Linked DNA regions of Mus musculus: regions 1 and 3 are each linked to region 2. The links are chromatin contacts, called in public Hi-C and HiChIP or PLAC-seq maps. All regions are on one chromosome and are shown on one strand. Each heading gives the region's core, a stretch centred on a gene start, on an enhancer-like site or on the middle of the called end of the contact. The rest is flanking DNA. Distances are from core to core; before and after follow the strand shown. Region 1 overlaps Aff3 (AF4/FMR2 family, member 3). Region 2 has its middle 59 kb from the start of Lonrf2. Region 3 overlaps Aff3 (AF4/FMR2 family, member 3).

Region 1 (3,063 bases), core at 67-2,566, 420 kb before region 2:
TAGGGTAGGGTAGGATAGGGAAGAGAAGGGAAAGGAAGGGAAGGGAAGGGAAGGGAAGGGGAGGGGAGGGGAGGGAAGGGAAGGGAAGGGAAGGGAAGGGAAGGGAAGGGAAGGGAAGGGAAGGGAAGGGAAGGGAAGGGAAGGGAAGGGAAGGGCCAGCAATCCTGAGGCAGATTAAACTTTGACAGATAATTTTCCCAGCACGCCACGCTGCTATTCAGGGTCATTTTCACTGGAAGGAATCCCTGAATCAAAGGGTTCAAGTTTTGTTCCTCGCAGGAATCCCCCATATAGTTCAAGGGAGGAAATCCCACCTCAGGCTTTTCCTAGATGGAGAAAAGGTGCCCTTCCAATCATACCTTAGGAACCTCAAGACCCGCACTACCCAGGAAACAGCTCCCCTCTACCTCCTTTTCCCAGGCATGTCTGGGGTCGCCTGGTGTTAGACCCCACCCCTACCCTCTTCTCGGAGCACTTTGCTTTCAGCGCCCATTCTACTGAGTGGCAACATAGTAACATTCTCAAGTTGTTTATGGCCACAGAGTCTGGCTTAGTGAGATGCTCCTTAGAAAATAGTGGAGTGAATTTATGGGTACTTACAGGGGAGAGCTGGATTCAACATTGCTGTTTCTGTCACGATTATTTCTGGCATTCTTCCTGTGCTGTGCTACTACATAGGGCACAGGGGTGAGAGATCTCAGTGGTCAGAGTGGAACTAAATTCAAAGAGTTAGAAGTCCTTTAACTAGACTGTCCAATGAAATAAGAGGGATGGAGGGAGAGAGGGAGGGAAGGAGAAAAGGAGGGAGAGAGACAGAGACAGAGGAAGGCAGAGAGACAGAGACAGAGGCAGAGACACAGAGAGAGAAGGAGCAAGAGCTGTTCTGGATTGGAACCCAGTGCGTCGTGCTGGGTCTCCACTGCCAACCTTCCTTCTCTCAGGTTGTGAAAACCAGCTGAGGAGTCTTGAGTGAGGAGAACACACTTGTTTTCCAATATGGCTATTTACAAGGGCTGCAAGTGATTCCTCGATGGCATCCAAACACCCACCACCCCCAAACCCCCAAAATGAATCTACCAGCTAACACCTAGAAGGAATTTAGTCAATATCTACTGACCCAACTTTATTACAGGGTAGCTGGCGAGACTCTGGATCCACACAGCATAAAGTTCAAGATGAATGTGATGCTTTAAAACTATCCAGCGCCTACAGAAGGACAGTAAAATAATGTTCCCAAGAGATAGGAGGAAAAGAGGGAGGGGGACTGTTGGCTATGCAATTCTCAGACTGGCTTCAGATTACACTGGGAGAGAAGGAAAAGGTTCCGTGTTTGCTGAAGTCTCTCAGAATTGTTTGCTTTGGCTGCAAACAGCAAGCAGAGTCGGGATTATCTTGGGAAATTTTCAAGAAATTTAAATTTAAAACAAAGGGCTTCTTTTCTTTCTTCTTCTTTTTTTTTTAAATAAAGAATAGGGGTCAGTCTGTTTACCTCATGTAGACAGATGGTTGTGTTTATGCACTTAGAGGAGTAATGCAGAGAGTGATTCCAGAGTTCCAGATGAGGCGCATTTGCCAAGAAAATGCTTCCGGTTGGCAGAAGGCAGAAACCCGTATTGGGTAAATATTTAGCAACACACAAGAATTTTAACACTAATATCTCATTTGTAGTGGAGTATGCTTTATGGCCTGCTGAAATCTCTTTCCCCGTTCTGTTTCACAGTCAATGATAAAAACCAAAACACAGTCACCTGTCTCCTGCACCTGTGCCTCCGCACTGCAAACTGGCTGCAGCAGTGGAAAGTGGCCTGAGAGAGAGAGAGAGAGAGAGGGCCCTTCCCACTGTCCGGCTCTGGGCTCTGGGTTCACAGACAACTGTTGGGATAGCAACAACAAAAATCTGCTAAAATAATTTTTTTTCTTATTCTGGTCTGTACAACCAACAGTTCCAGCTGGATCTCAGTGGCTGCCTCCAGCCAAAATGTGAGTGTGTGGGCTCAGCTCTGAGGCATTTGATAGTATTCCCGCGTAAGGGAGGGACGAGGCCGCCACCAGCTGGCTTCGTGCGGGGGCCATGTGCTAAGTGTGTCACCGGGCACGGAAAATACAAAGAATGGGCTCTTTTCCAAATGAGCTTACGGCATGTGGGCAGACAGGAACCCACAAACACACGTGTGCTGAGGTAACTCCCTCGGTCACGGGCTGCAAATTCAGATGTCTCCGTGGGTGGCAACTCGTGGAAAGGAGTGACATCGGAGCTTGCCGTGTGCATAACAGGAACTCTAGAGAAGCAGGGTGTAAACACAGACTGACACTCTGTGCCAAGTGCCTGTGGGGGTCTTCTCTTTACCTGCCTGTGACCCACGAGCATCCCGGAACAGTGCCCGGAGGAGCTGCCCGCACTTTCTATGCAGAGCAAAGCTTCCTCTCCTGAGTCCTCGTGTACTTGAGGCCCAGGCGCACAGTGAGGCAGCGCATGCGCAAAGGCCACACCATGGGCATCAGCGGGCCGCACTGTGATGTGCTGGGGCTTAGCGGCTGAGCCCTGAGGAGCCAGTGGTCTGGATTTCCTCCCACAACGAAAGATACTGCCACACTGGTGTAAGCACCCTCACCATCCTGCCCTTGAACACATCTCTCCTTAAGACTCTTCGTTCAGAACATTTAAAGTCACTCTCTACCTTCACGATACATCAGGCACTCCTTGGGTTCTTTTGTTTTCTGAATCCATGAAAATGTTCCCACGACCCGGTGACATCCGCTAACGCTAGATGCAAACCCATGGCTCAGCCATTTTGTCCCGGGTCTGGTGGCCTTACACAGAAGACCTTAGGCTTGTGTCCTGCCCAGTTTGGTTCTGGGAACACAAGCTCTGCTTGCACCCCATTATAGAAGGAAAACCCCCAAACCTGGGAAATTTGTAGTCAGCATATCTAGCTCCAACTGGTAACATGCATGTCCAACTGACCTGGTCTCAGTGGACAATACAGTCAAGCTCAAGTTGATTAGTTTGAGGTCTAAGACGCAAAGGTCAAGCAGTCTCAGAAGTGGGAAAACTGTAAGGCC
Region 2 (3,323 bases), core at 211-2,710:
GCACCCAGAGAACATAGAAAGTAGAGAGTTCACTCTCTCAAAGTACCAAGACCAGCTGAGGATCTAACCCAATACATACATCAAAGCACTGAAGTGACCACTTCATTCTGGGACCAATGTGAGAGGCCTTACTTGTTTTGAACCGTGTATGTGTTTGTGCATATATGTGAGAAGTAGGGTGGGTGAATAAATGTGACTGTGTGTGCATGTGCATACACACATGAGTGTGCACCTCAGTTCTGAGGTATGAACAACTGTTCATGAGGATGTTGGTAGTACGTATGTGTATGAAAATCAGCATATGAACATCTGGATGTGAGTTAGTGTGTGTGGATAAGATGTATAAGTGTGTGTGTGTGAGTTACTATGTTTAGATGTGTGAGTTAGTGTGTGGGGGTATGAGTGTGTGTGGATAGGATGTGTGAGTGTGTGGTTGTGAGTTACTGTGTGTGGATAGGATGTGTGAGTGTGTGGATTTGATTTCGTGTGTGTGGATAAGATGTGGGAGTTGTGTGTGTGGATAGGATGTGTGAGTGGGTGGATGAGTGTGAGGGAGAGTGAGTTTAGAATGGAACCGACAACCACTTAAACACACACTTCCTTCCCCATTCCACACAGAACCTTGGCAAGTACCTCAACAGCCACTGTACCCCCAAAATGAGATTGCCATCTCCTGAAAAGGGGCTCCTGCTGTCACGCATTGTCAAGTCCCATTTTCCCCCATTTCCTGAAACCCTGGGTGTAGCACAAAGCAGCAAATATTTTTCCTGTCACCATCAATGATGGCCCCACAAATTCCCAGACTGCGGTTACCTCATCACAATAATTAAAATTTTCCTGATATCATACCAACCCCGGCTAATTATCCCTTGGAGACAAAGCAGATTCACAGAGTGTCACTGTCAACAGGCTTCTCCCTGCTCAGAAGCTCAGACACACACTGTGTGACAGTCACATTGCCATGGGTTCCAGACGGGCATGGTGACCTGGGATGTGGCTGGGAGACAGAGGTGAGTGTCAGTTACCACTGTGGTAGCTCCAACTGCTCTCTGTTGGGCTTGCTTCTCCTCTAGCTGAAAAACAGCAGAGCTTTGAGGACATGCTAACCATCCTGCTAGCCTTTTGCCGACACCATGACAAGCCCAAAGCAGTTCCAGCCTGGTTTGGGGTCCCAGGGGGAAGAAACAAAGTCCTTATCTCCAGGTCTTCCAGCTGCCCAGACACTGTAGCAGCACCCACTAGCTCTACTTGCACACTCTTTGAGTGGCACACTGAGCAGCTCAGGGTCACAGACACATGGTCACTATCCCACCCACGCAGGCAGGACTTCACACGGGAGGCCTTAATACAGTAGCCATAAGAGAAGGGCCTAGGCCCAGATGTGGCTCTCAAGCACCTGGGACAGACAGCCACCCCTCTTTCTTGGGGCACCTCAGCTATCTAGTGAAAACAAGAAGCCAGAAGTGAGAGCTCTGCTCACACTCTGACGTGGGAAAAGCCACAAACCCACAAAGACTCATTTGACGAGAGGAAAGAAACTGGTCCCGAGGCTATTTTTGCTGAGTGGAAGTAATGGCTGAAGTGGACTCTGGGTTTTCTTACCACCGTTACTCAAACGGCAACTCCCTGTTATGTTCTCCTTTCACAAGCGAGAAAGTCCCTTCTCAGGGGAAAGTTAAGTCAGCTCTCTACCCGATGGCTCTCTGCCATTCACACACTCTTTTTAGTAGCTGCTGCTTCTTAGAAAGGTCTCAGTTCCTGTAAAACAGAGAGGACGGTACAGAGATTCGCTGGATGCCCCACAAAGGGACAGCCTTACTACAAAAACATCCCCCACCAGAGTGACACATTCCTTACAACTGATGGACCCCAGAACAACCTTTACCACCCACCCACAGTCTGCTGTGTCTTCAGCGTTTGCTTTTGGAGTTGGACGGTCTATGTGCTTGGTCCAACATATAAGGACACAGACCTGTCCCATTATATGCATGGTGGCTTCCTGCCCTAACCCCTCTTGCTGTGCTGCTTCCTCCTGCCTTCTCTGAGCCTGACTTGGCCGCCACTCATCTTGCGACTGTCTTCATAGTTTTGAATTTCCAGAATTCAGAGCAAATGGCACCTGACCATCTCAAGACTGGATTTTTTAAAAATATATTTTATTTTTTTAATTTAAAAAATTTTTGAGGTAGAAAATTACCTAAAGTGGAGCATCTTGGCACAAATGGATTAGCACGGAAGAGTACTTTGCTCTTCCAGAACACTAGAGTTTGGTCCCCAGCACCCATGTCAGTTGGCTCACAACTGCCTTTAACTCCAGCTCCATGAAAACTGACACCCTCTTCTGGTCCCTGAGGGTACTGCACACTCAGACATATGCAGTAATAAAGTGAGCCATCCTAGCAACATGCCCAAAGTGACTCCATGTCTCCAGGCCTTAGTAATTCCTCCTTCTCCTCCTCCTCCTCCTCCTGCTCCTCCTCCTCCTCCTCCTCTTACTCCTCTTCTTGGCAATGAAGAACATTCCACTATCAGCTATAACACCATTATTTAGCCATTCACGACTACAAGACACTGTGCCTACATCTAAGGGTTGGCAACTGCAGATAAAGCCATGTGTAGTGTTGTGTGTGAACGAGACCATTCAGTTCCTTTGGAATAAGTATAATGAGCACAGTTTTGGGGTGGTGAGGTAGCGGTGTGCACGTCGCTTTCACTTGTTCTTGGAGGAGCAGACAAACAGTGCAACGGATATAGTCAAGATTAGGGACAACGGTGTTGAGATAATGGCTCAGTGAGTAAAGCACTTGCTGTTTCTGATGGTCTGAGTTTGAGCCCCCAGAGCCCACACAGCAGCAGGTCAGATGGTGAGCTTCTCTGTAACCAGTGTTCCTACTGTGAGATGGGCCATAGAGAGGATTCCCACACGCTCATGGCTTAGCTACCACAGCTTAGGTAGCATCCCAGTGGCAACGAGACACGGCAAAAGAAACCCTGCATCACAAGAGGTGGAGATGGAGGACCAACAATATCTGAGCTTATCTCCTGACCTCCATATGCACGCCTAACCCAATAAACACATGCATCACACACACACACACACACACTCATGAACACACTCATGCAACATACAAACATATGCACTCACACTATATACAATTAAGAGTGAGAATGAGCAACTAAGACTTCTTCCATTTTCAGACTCCTCAGAAGCCCATGGTCAGCAGCTTCTTGGGTCTGCCTGGAATCGGATGTCTATGCTGCAGGACACAGGAGCTGAGTGAGGCTCATCCCATTGTGCACACACATGTGCACACACATGTGAA
Region 3 (2,970 bases), core at 455-2,954, 310 kb before region 2:
CTGTTAGTCTTGGACAGATAGAAGGACAACTCAAAGTTGAACATGTGCCTAAACTTGGCCCTCCACTTCCTTGGAGAGCTGTCTTTCCAGGCTTCCCAGAATCGAGTTCTTGTCATGATGGAGGCTGTTCAGTGGAGACTGTGGTTTGGAGATAAGGACAGGTAGAGAGTAGGGATCTGCAGGTACAGAAGCAATTGAAGACCCAGTCCCTGATGGCACTGGCTGAGTCCAGAGAAGACATTCAGTAGTGCTTACTGAAACACTTATGGTACTCCAAGGCTGATACACAGACTTCCATGCTGGAAGACTTGCTCTATTATCAGAAAATACCCCATGGCCTCATGACTATGGATCAAGAACCAATAATACTAGGATGTCTGCGATTATCTCCTGCATGCTACAGGGTACTTAGTGTCCAATCTTCGCAAATATTTTCATGATACCCTGGAAATGTATGTATGAAATGTAGTCATCATTCACACATTTGGTAAACACGTGTTTACCCCAGTTTGACTGTGCAAAGAGTTAGAGATCCAAAATAAAGAATGCAGAGTCTCCCTGGAACTATCAGCTACTGGGCCACATAAGGGTGCTTGGAAACAGAACAGAGCTGGCGACAGAATGTGTGCAAGAGCCCAAAGCAGCTCAGAAACACCAGGATTCCACCTGCTTCTCTCCATAGCGCCAGGCACACCTGGAGCTTATGCAGAGCGAGGTGTTCAAGCTTCTCGAGTTCCTAAATGCTTCAAGGCAAAGTCCCTAAACCCAAACGACCCAACTTACACAGTTTAATGGGCACAAACACATGCTATACCTGTACAGAGAATGCCATATGCTAAACATGCATATGCTGCCTTCTTATGGGAGAACTAGGGCACGCTGGAGGACTGCGCTGTCTGAGTAAGACTCTGACTTCTGTGGCTCTGCCGAACATGTCTGGAAAGGAGGCTGCCTGGTCGGCGGCACACAGGGGTGGAGAAGGGTAAGATGGGCCAGCACCGTCACATCACCACACATCAGCATGAGAGTATCTGAAACGCCACAGACACGTATCACCTCTTCCTAGAAACCTGTTCTTTTCTCTGCATATACCGACAGATGAAGTGATTCTAAAAACACTTCATTTTTTTAAAACTTTATTATTTTATTCATGAGCATATACTTGTATGTATGTCATATGTGTTGCATGCCATGTATGCATCTGCATGGTTATGTGAGTTGAAAGACAGATTATAGCAGTTGGTTCTTTGCTTACCGCATGTGGGATCCAGAGATTGGACTAAGGTTCTCATACTTAGTGCCAAGGGCCTTCACCTGAGTCATCTCACCTGGCCCCTAAAAATTAGTTTCTGAGGTCAAAGGCAAGAATTTTGCTCACACATACAAATGTCAACAAAACAAAACAAAACAAAAAGAGGAAACAAAACCAAACAAACAAAACCTGCAAAGCAACAGCTCATTCAGATGATATAATGGTCATTAATTTCTCCAGGTTCCTACCTAGGCCTGCAATCACATGCAGACTGTGGGTGTCCCGATGATCTATGCTGGTCCTGGACTGGTGGGGAGCTTGCATGGCTGCCTGCTTAGAGGGAAAGATAGAGAAACTGCACCCCTCGTCTCCCCACTAGTCATACCCTATCTGTGCAAGTCAAGGTTTGCATCAAAGCCACAAGCTGGGGGATGAGCAATTACACAGTATTCCAAAGGTTTCAACATGAGTCATAACCACGCCAGCTCACAGGCTCTCTCTGTGCCTTTAAAATCCTAAGACCCTAAAGTGTCCTTCTCGGAGAATATGCATGTGTGCACTGGGAGCCCGCAGAACCCAGAGGGAGGTGGTTTCATGTGTCAGAGTCTGTGAAACAGCCATTGTGGGACAGATGTACTAAGAGAGGAAATGAAAGCCTAACACTAAGTAAGTCCATGCAAACTTCAACGCTGATGGCGAAGAACAGTCTTTAAGTCCGTTACACAGGAAGAGAGCAATCTTTCATTAAATGTACATTCGCATCCTCGGCAGTGATGACAAGGGAACGCTTTCATTTTTAGGTTTTATAGATCATCTTTACAGCGTATACTTGCCTAATTATATTTGTAAAGCAAGAATGGGCTGGACTTCGTCCTTCCCTGTCAGAACCTGAAAGCTGCTACCTGTGAAAGAACCTGCCTCCAAAGGCTCGGAAACCCGATCTGCACCTACCAAGTTATCACATCGCTTCAGGTAACTCAGCCCACTCCTTCTTCCGTGGGAGACACAGGAAGATGCCAGAAAACAAGATCCGGCTCTCGAGGCCCTGGCAATCTGATGGGTAAAGTAACACTTCGGCTGGGGCTGCAGACAGCCCCGACCTCAGTTCACATAGCAGGGAACGTTATCAGGCCTGCTGTTGGGGACTTGTCAATTCAGTCTGGGACACACTCATACCAAGCCTCCCGGGGCTGCAACAGCCTTTGATTAGAAGAACTTTGATCACAAAGCACTCCACAGCAGAATACAGAGATCACATGAGTCACACACACACACACAAACCACACATGTGTGCGCGCACGTACACTCACACTCTTCAGGAACTAAATTTTCACATCCTGGATAAAATGTTATGGATTATAAAGTCAGCTTTTGAAACAGCCGGGGCCTAGCAAACACAGAAGTGGATGATCACAGTCAGCTATTGGATGGGTCACACAGCCCCTTATGGAGGAGCTAGAGAAATTACCCAAGGAGCTAAAGGGAACTGCAACCCTATAGGTGGAACAACAATATGAGCTAACCAGTACCCGGGAGCTCTTATCTTTAGCTGCATATGTATCAAAAGATGGCCTAGTCGGCCATCACTGCAAAGAGAGGCCCATTGGACTTGCAAACTTTATATGCCCCAGTACAGGGGAACGCCAAGGCCAAAAAGGGGGAGTGGGTGGGTAGGGGATTGGGGGGGTGGGTATGGGGAACCTTTGGGATAGCATTGA

What was found. Hi-C and Micro-C count contacts between places; a contact is called where the count stands out from the background. HiChIP or PLAC-seq counts read pairs in DNA pulled down with a chosen protein or histone mark.
Region 1: an H3K27ac HiChIP or PLAC-seq map of DN3 thymocytes shows a contact between it and region 2, with 5 times the contacts expected there. The contact joins two enhancer-like sites. A contact is called at or near these places in 2 of 15 datasets of contacts at CTCF or cohesin (large pre-B cells and pro-B cells), 2 of 484 Hi-C or Micro-C datasets (the AtT-20 cell line and bone marrow-derived macrophages) and 2 of 115 datasets of contacts at active chromatin or transcription factors (DN3 thymocytes and memory CD8 T cells).
Region 3: a Hi-C map of the G1E-ER4 cell line shows a contact between it and region 2, with 4 times the contacts expected there. The contact joins two enhancer-like sites. A contact is called at or near these places in 2 of 15 datasets of contacts at CTCF or cohesin (large pre-B cells and pro-B cells), 3 of 484 Hi-C or Micro-C datasets (the G1E-ER4 cell line, erythroid progenitors and nephron progenitors) and 2 of 115 datasets of contacts at active chromatin or transcription factors (differentiating embryonic stem cells and embryonic stem cells).

What each region holds. Positions count from the first base shown.
Region 1 is chr1:38,356,830-38,359,892 of GRCm38.p6, forward strand. All of the region lies in intron 5 of Aff3 (AF4/FMR2 family, member 3), which reads right to left. Among named protein-coding and RNA genes, the nearest start is that of Gm16150, 140 kb to the left of the region's middle. Within about 2 kb of position 1,317, at least 33 of the 459 cell types and tissues checked have an H3K27ac peak or open chromatin away from gene starts, as enhancers often do. A contact at or near this core is called in DN3 thymocytes, where this site is marked.
Region 2 is chr1:38,776,146-38,779,468 of GRCm38.p6, forward strand. No RefSeq gene overlaps it. Among named protein-coding and RNA genes, the nearest start is that of Lonrf2, 59 kb to the right of the region's middle. Within about 2 kb of position 1,461, at least 87 of the 459 cell types and tissues checked have an H3K27ac peak or open chromatin away from gene starts, as enhancers often do. A contact at or near this core is called in DN3 thymocytes and the G1E-ER4 cell line, where this site is marked.
Region 3 is chr1:38,468,622-38,471,591 of GRCm38.p6, forward strand. All of the region lies in intron 4 of Aff3 (AF4/FMR2 family, member 3), which reads right to left. Among named protein-coding and RNA genes, the nearest start is that of Aff3, 160 kb to the right of the region's middle. Within about 2 kb of position 1,705, at least 26 of the 459 cell types and tissues checked have an H3K27ac peak or open chromatin away from gene starts, as enhancers often do. A contact at or near this core is called in the G1E-ER4 cell line, where this site is marked.